Linked DNA regions of Sus scrofa: all the other regions are linked to region 3. Evidence: chromatin contacts called from public Hi-C data. All regions are on one chromosome and are shown on one strand. Each heading gives the region's core, a stretch centred on a gene start, on an enhancer-like site or on the middle of the called end of the contact. The rest is flanking DNA. Distances are from core to core; before and after follow the strand shown.

Evidence for each region. Hi-C and Micro-C count contacts between places; a contact is called where the count stands out from the background.
Region 1: a Hi-C map of alveolar macrophages shows a contact between it and region 3, with 5 times the contacts expected there. The contact joins the enhancer-like site here to the promoter of SGK1 in region 3. A contact is called at or near these places in 1 of 5 promoter capture datasets (liver), 25 of 47 Hi-C or Micro-C datasets (adipose tissue, alveolar macrophages, blood and 13 more) and 2 of 2 datasets of contacts at active chromatin or transcription factors (alveolar macrophages and skeletal muscle).
Region 2: a contact with region 3 is called in a Hi-C map of embryonic fibroblasts, with 2.2 times the contacts expected there. The contact joins the enhancer-like site here to the promoter of SGK1 in region 3. A contact is called at or near these places in 8 of 47 Hi-C or Micro-C datasets (embryonic fibroblasts, epiblast stem cells, fetal liver and 2 more) and 2 of 2 datasets of contacts at active chromatin or transcription factors (alveolar macrophages and skeletal muscle).

What each region holds. Positions count from the first base shown.
Region 1 is chr1:29,292,778-29,295,477 of Sscrofa11.1, forward strand. No RefSeq gene overlaps it. Among named protein-coding and RNA genes, the nearest start is that of ALDH8A1, 230 kb to the left of the region's middle. Within about 2 kb of position 1,369, at least 6 of the 83 cell types and tissues checked have an H3K27ac peak or open chromatin away from gene starts, as enhancers often do. A contact at or near this core is called in adipose tissue, alveolar macrophages and retroperitoneal adipose tissue, where this site is marked.
Region 2 is chr1:29,264,403-29,267,107 of Sscrofa11.1, forward strand. It overlaps LOC110260031 (a long non-coding RNA gene), which reads left to right. Exons shown (of 4, transcript XR_002342774.1): 2 at 1,050-1,308. Among named protein-coding and RNA genes, the nearest start is that of ALDH8A1, 210 kb to the left of the region's middle. Within about 2 kb of position 1,284, at least 7 of the 83 cell types and tissues checked have an H3K27ac peak or open chromatin away from gene starts, as enhancers often do. A contact at or near this core is called in embryonic fibroblasts, where this site is marked.
Region 3 is chr1:29,746,504-29,749,337 of Sscrofa11.1, forward strand. SGK1 (serum/glucocorticoid regulated kinase 1) reads left to right here and starts at 1,392. Exons shown (of 12, transcript NM_001244459.1): 1 at 1,392-1,520; 2 at 1,656-1,731; 3 at 2,187-2,262; 4 at 2,674-2,778. The coding sequence starts at 1,445.

The sequences.
Region 1 (2,700 bases), core at 119-2,618, 450 kb before region 3:
TACTCAGGCTGTAACTTGTATTTATTATACTTTTAGTCAATGGGAGGAAACCCAGAATCTGGGATCAGCTATACACCTTGGGGAACTGCCCTAAAGCAAAGTCCTTGAGGTTTCTTTCTACTGCTGCTCTAGAGGTGACCAGTCTTACCTGCAAGACAGTGGTCAAGGGCTCCGGATTTGCCTGTGCCCATTTCCTCTATCTGCCAAAAGAAAGTTACATTCATTGCTTATTTCTAGAGTAAGACTATAGAGAAAATAACCAGAAGGTTTCTTCATGCCCAGTAATGAAAAGCTTTGTTGCTGGTCATACGAAGCAAAGAGCACTGACGTGGTATCCAGGATTCTGATCCTATATGCATGTATCACAAGAAAAACTCTTAGAGTCTTGGAGGGTGGGTCTGCACAGCAAGCAGATGGTAAAATGGAAGTGGGGTTTGAGTAGAATTCATATCCTTTCTGCAGTGAGAGAAGTTTGTAGAAAGAGAAAAGTTTCTGCAAGCTTGTTTTGATGCTTGATTACATTAGCGTGCAACTACTCCTGGGTAAAACAGAATGAAGGGAAAGTTGACTCAATTCAGACCACCCTCTCCATAACTTCTCTGTCCTTCCCTGGGTAACTGAAATTGTGCTCCATAATAAACCTGACTATGATTTATTCACAAAACCTAAAGAAGTACTGTCAAATTTGAGAATGTTGAGTTCTCAATCCAAAATTCATTAAAAAATATATTATGCACCTAAGATGCGTAAAAAAAAAAAAAAACTGAAAGGCAAATGTAAGACCCTCGGAGACTTCCATTTTAGCAGATGACCCATTCGTTAAACAACAATTTTTATGATTAATTATTCAATTACAATTGTAATGAGTGCCTCGAAAGGCAAGACCCAGGTGGTGTGAGAAGACTTAAGAGCATCCTGATTTTCAGTCTTTTTCACCCAAATGTCCTGTCAGATAAGTCTGGAAAGGAGGGTAGGTTTAGTGGGTGAAGGGGGATAGGGAGATTTTTAGGTTGAGGGAGCAGCAGGTGTCAATGTGCTGAAGTAGGTGGGATCTGGCTTAGTCAACAGAAGAAGCAATGGCCAGAGTTTCTGGCCCCAGAGGGTTCCCCAATGAAGAGGCCAAGAGAGCAATAAGACCTAGAGCCCAGAGTCGCTGCTGTTCTCCCATCAGGGCTGACTATACTGGCTGAGTCTTCCTCCCCATTAATTTACCTAATACTGAGGTTTTTAGCACTACCTCATATGTGAAGCCCTCAAAGGGTGTGGCTTTCCCAGTTGCCACCAGCAGATGTGCAAACCCCTCTACTCTGTCTTGAAGATCCCTGCACTGTCATCTGCTGCAGTAGCAGACCAGGAGCACCAGGGGGCAGAAGACATTTTCCTCTGTGTACTTTGGTAGACCACAACATGGCGAAAAGGTACCCTAATTTCCACCTAAAGTGTTGCATAAAGAATTAGTAAATGCAGCTACTACCAGGGTCTGAGTCCACTGCTCTCCAATCTTGGCTGAGCACTACAAAAACAAACAAGCAAAATTATTAGTAGATTTACTGAGGGTGATTAAATTTACTCAGAATTAAACCAGGAAGCTTAACTAACATGTCTTAACGAAGCTGTGACAGTCATATAACGATGGTGAAACAAACAAATAAACAAGGGCCATTATGGGGAATTCTCAAAACCTGGTACCTGGAAGCAAAAAAGGTCAGTTTTCAGTTCTTTTTCATGACTGCTTCTACATCGGAATGAGGGTTGGGAGCAGACCTTAAGAGAGGTGCAAAAGGCTTTAACTATGCAATTGGATAGGCCAAGAAATGCAATTCCAGAGGTGAGATATATATATATATATATATTGCTTTTTAGGGCTGTACCTGCAGCATATGGAAGTTCCCAGGCTAGGAGTCAAATCAGAGCCACAGCTGCTGGCCTATGCTACAGCCACAGCAACACCAGATCCAAGCCACGTCTGTGACCTACACCACAGGTCAGGGCAACGCCAGATCCTTAACCGGCTGAGTGAGGCCAGGGATCGAACCCGCAACCTTATGGTTACTAGTTGGATTCGTTTCCACTGTGCCAGAATGGGAACTCCAGAGTTGATATATTATTAATAAGAAGATAGTGCACCTTCCGCTTGAATGATGTCTTTCACCAGGTTTATGCTAAACTCCTGGTAGCCATGTTTCCAATAACGATACCTCTGGGGAAAAGAGAAAAACAGACAAGACAACGCATGACTACAAATTGGTCATGGACTGGGTAGCCTGAATTTCACACTGATCACATCTTCCTGATTGCTGCCGATGGACATCTCATGCCAGCCACGAATCGAACCAAATAATTAGCAGATGTCACCAACGCCAAACTGATGTTTAAAAATGGAACAAGTGAATCATCGAAATATTTAGGAAGGGAAGCCTGTGCCAACCATTCCGTCATCAAAAGGCTTGTATGGACAATGTGGTCTCTGTATAATCAAGAGCATTTCCTCAGTGTGACCATGGAAAAGAAAATGGAAGCCTATAGTGCGAGTGTAACTATAAACACTGCGTTATAAATACCACGTTAGGGAGATATTTTTAGAAATCTCAAAACAATATTTAAGACTAATTACTAGGGCAATGCCTCTCTGTTAGTATTATCATTGTCAGTTATTCAAAAGCAAGTGGCTACGTAAGGTATGGTCTCTTGTCTCTGGAA
Region 2 (2,705 bases), core at 34-2,533, 480 kb before region 3:
TCCTTGTATGATAGGATGTGTGCCATACTGATTTGCAAAAGAATGACAGGTTTATAATTTTATTTAGTGTATTAGTAATTCCTCAATAGGAAGACATGCAATTTTTAAAAATTGAGGTCAAATTCACATAACTATTTTAAAGGCGACAATTCAGTGGCAGTTTGTATGTTCACAATGTTGTATAATCACCGTCTTTATTTAGTTCCCAAACATTTTCATCACCTTAAAAGGAAGCCCTGTCCCCACTGAGCCGTCCTTCCCATATTTCTCATCCCCTCAGCCTCTGGCTACCATTAATATGTTTTCTGTTTCTATGGATTTACCTATTCTGAATGTTTTGGATTAAACAGAATCACATAATATGAGACCTTTTGAGTTTGGCTTCTTTCCTTTAGCATGTGATTTCAAGTTTCATTGTGTTGGAGTCTGTATCAATACTCACTTCTTTTTATGACTGAATAGTATTCTACTCTATGTATTTGCCACAATTTGCTTATCCAGTTATCAGTTGTTGGACATTGGGCTTCTTCTACTTTGGTTACTGGCAACGGTGTTGCTATGAAAATGCAACTGCATGTGTTTATTTTAATACCTGTTTTCAGTTCTTATTTGTTTGTTTGTTTGTTTTTCCTATAGCCACAGCTGTGGCATATGGAAGTTTGAGGGCTAGGGGTCAAACTGGAGTTGCAGCTGCCAGCCTATGCCACAGCCACGGTAACACCAGATCTGAGCTGCATCTGTGACCTATGCCACAGCTTGCAGCAATGCCAGATCCTTAACCCATTGAGCAAGGCCAGGGATCAAACCTGCATCCTCCTGGACACTATGTTGGGTTCTTAACTCGCTGAGTCACCACAGGAAGTTCTGTTTTCAATTCTTTAGGTACATACCTAGGAGTGAAATTTCTGGGTCATGTGGTAATTCTTTAATTTTTTGAGGAACGAGTCATGCAATTTTAAGCCAAGTAAGAAATCAAATAGGCTATTCTATTATAAAATATAATAATAACAAGGAAACACTTTCATTCTTTTCTGGCTTTTCCATCCCAGTTACCAGTTATTGAATGGCTGCAACCATGAGACTGACTGACCAAAACTGAGGACCTGGACTTCAGAGCCCCTGCTTTGACCAAGAGACCCTCCAGCTGAGAGCTTGGATTTACAAGAATGTTAGATGTGAATACTAGAACACATGAGCCCAATTGCATTTCTTCGACTGTCTAGTGTGTGAGCCGGTTGCTTTTAACAACCCCTGAGTCAGTCTAGTGAAGAGAACCTCTTAGCCAAGGTTAATTATCATCACCGAAATGTGAGTAAATGAACAAAAGTGAGTCATGCACTAAGGAGGTTTTATGAGAGTTTATGAGGGAAGGGTACATCAAATGTACAAATCTGAACTACAGAGAACATTTGAGTGGGGCTGAATCATATGTCGGAGGGAATATATATTTTATAGCATGTGCCTTACAGTGATTGTCCCACTGCTGTGGTCAGACTGTTCTCTTCCTGGAGGTCCAGTGGTGACCTCTCCAAACCCGTGAAGTGAAGCCCCAGACACTTCAAATGCCCCCGCCCCGCTCCCCCCCCCAAGGGGGAAAAAGGAAACAGAAAGCAGCAAAGTCACATTTCTTTAGAGTTTCATCAAGAGCTAGCTCTCATTCTGCAGTTGGCTATTTTCCCTATAGTTCATCCATTTTTAACACCTTTAGCACAGCAGCTTAAGGAAGGTAGGATGCAGGGAGTAGGTGGGAATGAAAGGACCAAAGAGTTAGGACGGTGTTTCTCCAGCCCCATTATCACAACACAGATGTGTTCTTTTTTAAAAAACTTGTATGAAGTATAGTTGACTTACAGTGTTGTGTTAATCTCTGTTGTACAGCCAGGTGACATCGTTATAAACATATTTATTCCTTTTCATATTTTTTTCCATCATGGCTTATCACAGGCTGCTGAACCATGTACTATACAGTAGGACCTTGTAACAACATCCATCTTATGTATAGTAGTTGCCCTCTGCTAATCCCAAACTCTCCGTCCTTCTCCTCACCCCCATCCTTGGTAACCATAAGTCTGGTTGTGGTTCCTGCTATCGACAGAACAGATGTGTTCTTGCTATCAAAGCCTAGATGCCCTTATGCCTTCTTCTCCTATTTGTTATTCATTTAGTTAGTTAATGATTGGATGTCTAAGTCTGCCCCAGGCACTATTCTAAATGTTCTCTGGAATATAGGCCTGGGTTAGAATGAACTCTGTTCTCAGTAAGTTTGCGGTAGAAGAAAAATCTGGGCGTGGATGTCTACAGCCTTAACATGGCCAAAGGGGTGTAGGGTAGGGGTTAGAGCATGAATTCTGGGCCTCGCCCGCCTGGATTTGACTCCTGTTCCATCTGGGCGGAGTGATCTCCTGTCTCTGTCCCTTTGCTCCCCATCTATAAAATGAGGATAATACTGCATGTCACATAGGCTTGTTTTGAGGAAAACATTTGGAAGAGTGTTGCCTTTGGCACCAGGTAAATGTTAAAAACAAGTAAGTGACAAATATTCTAACAGAAAAGACCGGGGTGCCTTGAGACTCAGGAGCAGGCGAGTACTGAGAGAGGAGGAAGGCTCAGGGCAGAGCCAGCATTAGATCTAGGCCTTGAGGCCTCAGCTGACTTCTCTCTTTGATGTTCTTTGTTCACCTGTTCTCCTGAGTCAGGGCTCACAG
Region 3 (2,834 bases), core at 142-2,641:
GGCGTCCCGGGGTCACGCCAGGTCGGTCCCCTAACTTGCCATCTCTTCACGTGTTCTTGGCATGACGGGGATTAAAAATGCAAGGAAAAAAAGCATATGCCCAACGGACAGAATGTTCCCAAAGATTACTTGGGGGGGGGGACTGAAATGCAGATTTTTTTTTCCACTTTAGTGCAGAGACGAATTTTATTTCCGCCCCCTCCCCTCCACATTCCTGACCTCTCCCTCCCCCTTCCCTCTTTCTTTCCTTCCTTCCTCCTCTTCCAAGTTCTGGGATTTTTCAGCCTTGCTTGGCTTTGGCCAAAAGCACAAAAAAGGCGTTTTCGGAAGCGGCTCGGCCGTGCACAAGGGCCATTTGTTTGTTTTGGGACTCTGGGCAGGAAATCTTGCCCGGCCTGAGTCACGGCGGCTCCTTCAAGGAAACGTCAGTGTTCTCTTGTCGCCCTCGCCCGCTGCGCGCCCCGCCGCCGCTGCCCATGGGGGAGATGCAGGGCGCACTGGCCAGGACCCGGCTCGAGTCCCTGCTCCGGCCCCGCCACAAAAAGAGGGCCGAGGTGCAGAAAAGGAGTGAGTCCTTCCTTCTGACCGGACTAGGTAAGGACCGCTGCCGGCACTCTGGGGACTTTTCTCCCCCACTCATCCACTAGTTGCTCGGACCTGGCGAGTGGGGCTGGGTATTTGGGGTTGTACTGAGGGTGGCGGGCTGGGGCCGGGGTAGGAGGGCGGCGGGAACGGGGGGACCGGCCGGGAGCCCTGGCCCCACACTGACCCTGAAGATAAGGGCACGCTGAGCTGCCCTCGCCCGGCGCTGCCGCCCTGCGCGGGAGAGATAACCCGGGTTGGTGGTGCACAGCCGCCCGGCAAGCGCTGCGGAGGCTGCTGCGCGAATTAAGGGAGAGGGTCAGGGTCGGAGCCAGGGCTCGGGGTGAATCCGAACTAAGGGCTTGAGAAACTAGAGCGGGCACCGAGCCACCCCGATCGCCGCGCACCGAGCCGAAAGCGCTCAGATTTCCTGATTTGCCTAGACTCTGATTTCCTCGCCGAGCGGAATAAATGAGAAAGGTGGAAAATTACTCCGGCCGCTCCCTCGCTCCCCACCCCCTTCTTTTGCGGTTTCCCTCTCTCCGGCTCGGGAGCCGAGGGAAGCCGATAACAGCCCCGCGCCTGGCCCTCCCCAGGCGGTCCCCGCTTCCCCCCCCTCTTCTGCTCGCGGATGGTCCTCTGACCGGGGGCGGAACCGCCCGCAGCCAGCCGCTTCGCCGCCGGTCGAGCCGCAGGCAGCCGGGGGCGGGGCCGGGGCGGGGCCAGGCAGCGCCACTTCCTCATTGTTGCGTGGGCCCCGCCCCCGCGGCGACAAAACGCTTATAAAGGCGGTGGCAGTGCGGGAGCGCAGTGTTGGCTGAGCAGGTCTCCCTTCGCTAGCAACTCCCTGTTCTCTGTGACGATGACAGTGAAAACCGAGGCTGCTAGGAACACACTCACTTACTCCAGAATGAGGGGAATGGTAGCAATTCTCATCGGTGAGTGTAGGAATACGGCTGGATTTCTAGGTTTCGCGAAGTGGAAATTTTGCAAAGTCCCGGATCAGATTAGTGTGCGTGGCGTTGGATGTTACAATACCGTCTAAACATGTATTTCTCCTCTCTAATTCACAGCTTTCATGAAACAGAGAAGGATGGGCCTGAACGACTTTATTCAGAAGATTGCCAATAATTCCTATGCATGCAAACAGTAAGTTGGGGGGCGATTTGGGAAAATAAACATAAGTAGTAAAATTTTCCATTTACCAGTAGTGAAGACACATTCTCATCAGTATATGGATCAGGATGCTAAAGACTTTCTGGGGGGGAGGGGGCGGGTCCGTTTTCTCTTTAGGTTCTAATTATTTAAAACATTTGAAACATTAGAATTAATTAGCTGATTGGGCTTGTTCTAGAAATTCAAGAGGAAACTTTCATGTGTGCCTAATTAATCCCCTCTCTCCACAAAGGACAACCGTCCTCTCTGTAGTTAACTGGGTTTATTCTTTTCTTTGGCGATTATTTTCTTTAGCTGAGTAGTTGATTTGGATGTTTTTAGTTGAAACACTGAATTCTCCGGAAAAGTTGAGCCAGAAATTCACTGTTGGTGTTGTTCTGCCCCCTTGTGGAGAGCGAGCAGGTTCTAACTTCTTCCTTTCTTTGCAGCTCTGAAGTTCAGTCCATTTTGAAAATCTCTCAACCTCAGGAGCCTGAGCTTATGAATGCCAACCCTTCTCCTCCTGTAAGTGTCCTCTGTTGTGATGCATCAATGGAGAAATCTTGTAAATGAGTCATATAAGTCTTCCTACATTGTTGAGTTAAAACAGCATTTCTAGAAGTTAGTGTCAAGGCAGGAATGCCTCATTAGTGCATGGCAAACAAGTGACATAAGTAAGCACTTAAGTATGAGTCAGTGGAGTATTTTAAAAGGCATATTTCATAAGGGTATTTTCTGTTTAACAATAGCACGACTGTACAATTTCCATACGATAGTCACATGTATAGATGAAAAGTAGTTTGGAATGTGTTTATAGATATATGGGGACCTGCCTCAGTCATCTGTAGATGTATTCTCCTTTACATTGCCTGTACTGTATAACTGATAATCTTCCTTTGAAGCAAGGCTATTAAAAGAAAACATTTTATTTTCCAGCCAAGTCCTTCTCAGCAAATCAACCTGGGCCCATCTTCCAATCCTCATGCTAAACCGTCTGACTTTCACTTCTTGAAAGTGATTGGGAAGGGCAGTTTTGGAAAGGTAATTTCACATCTGAATTTTTCATTATTTGCAGTCCTTCGTATGCTCATTTTACA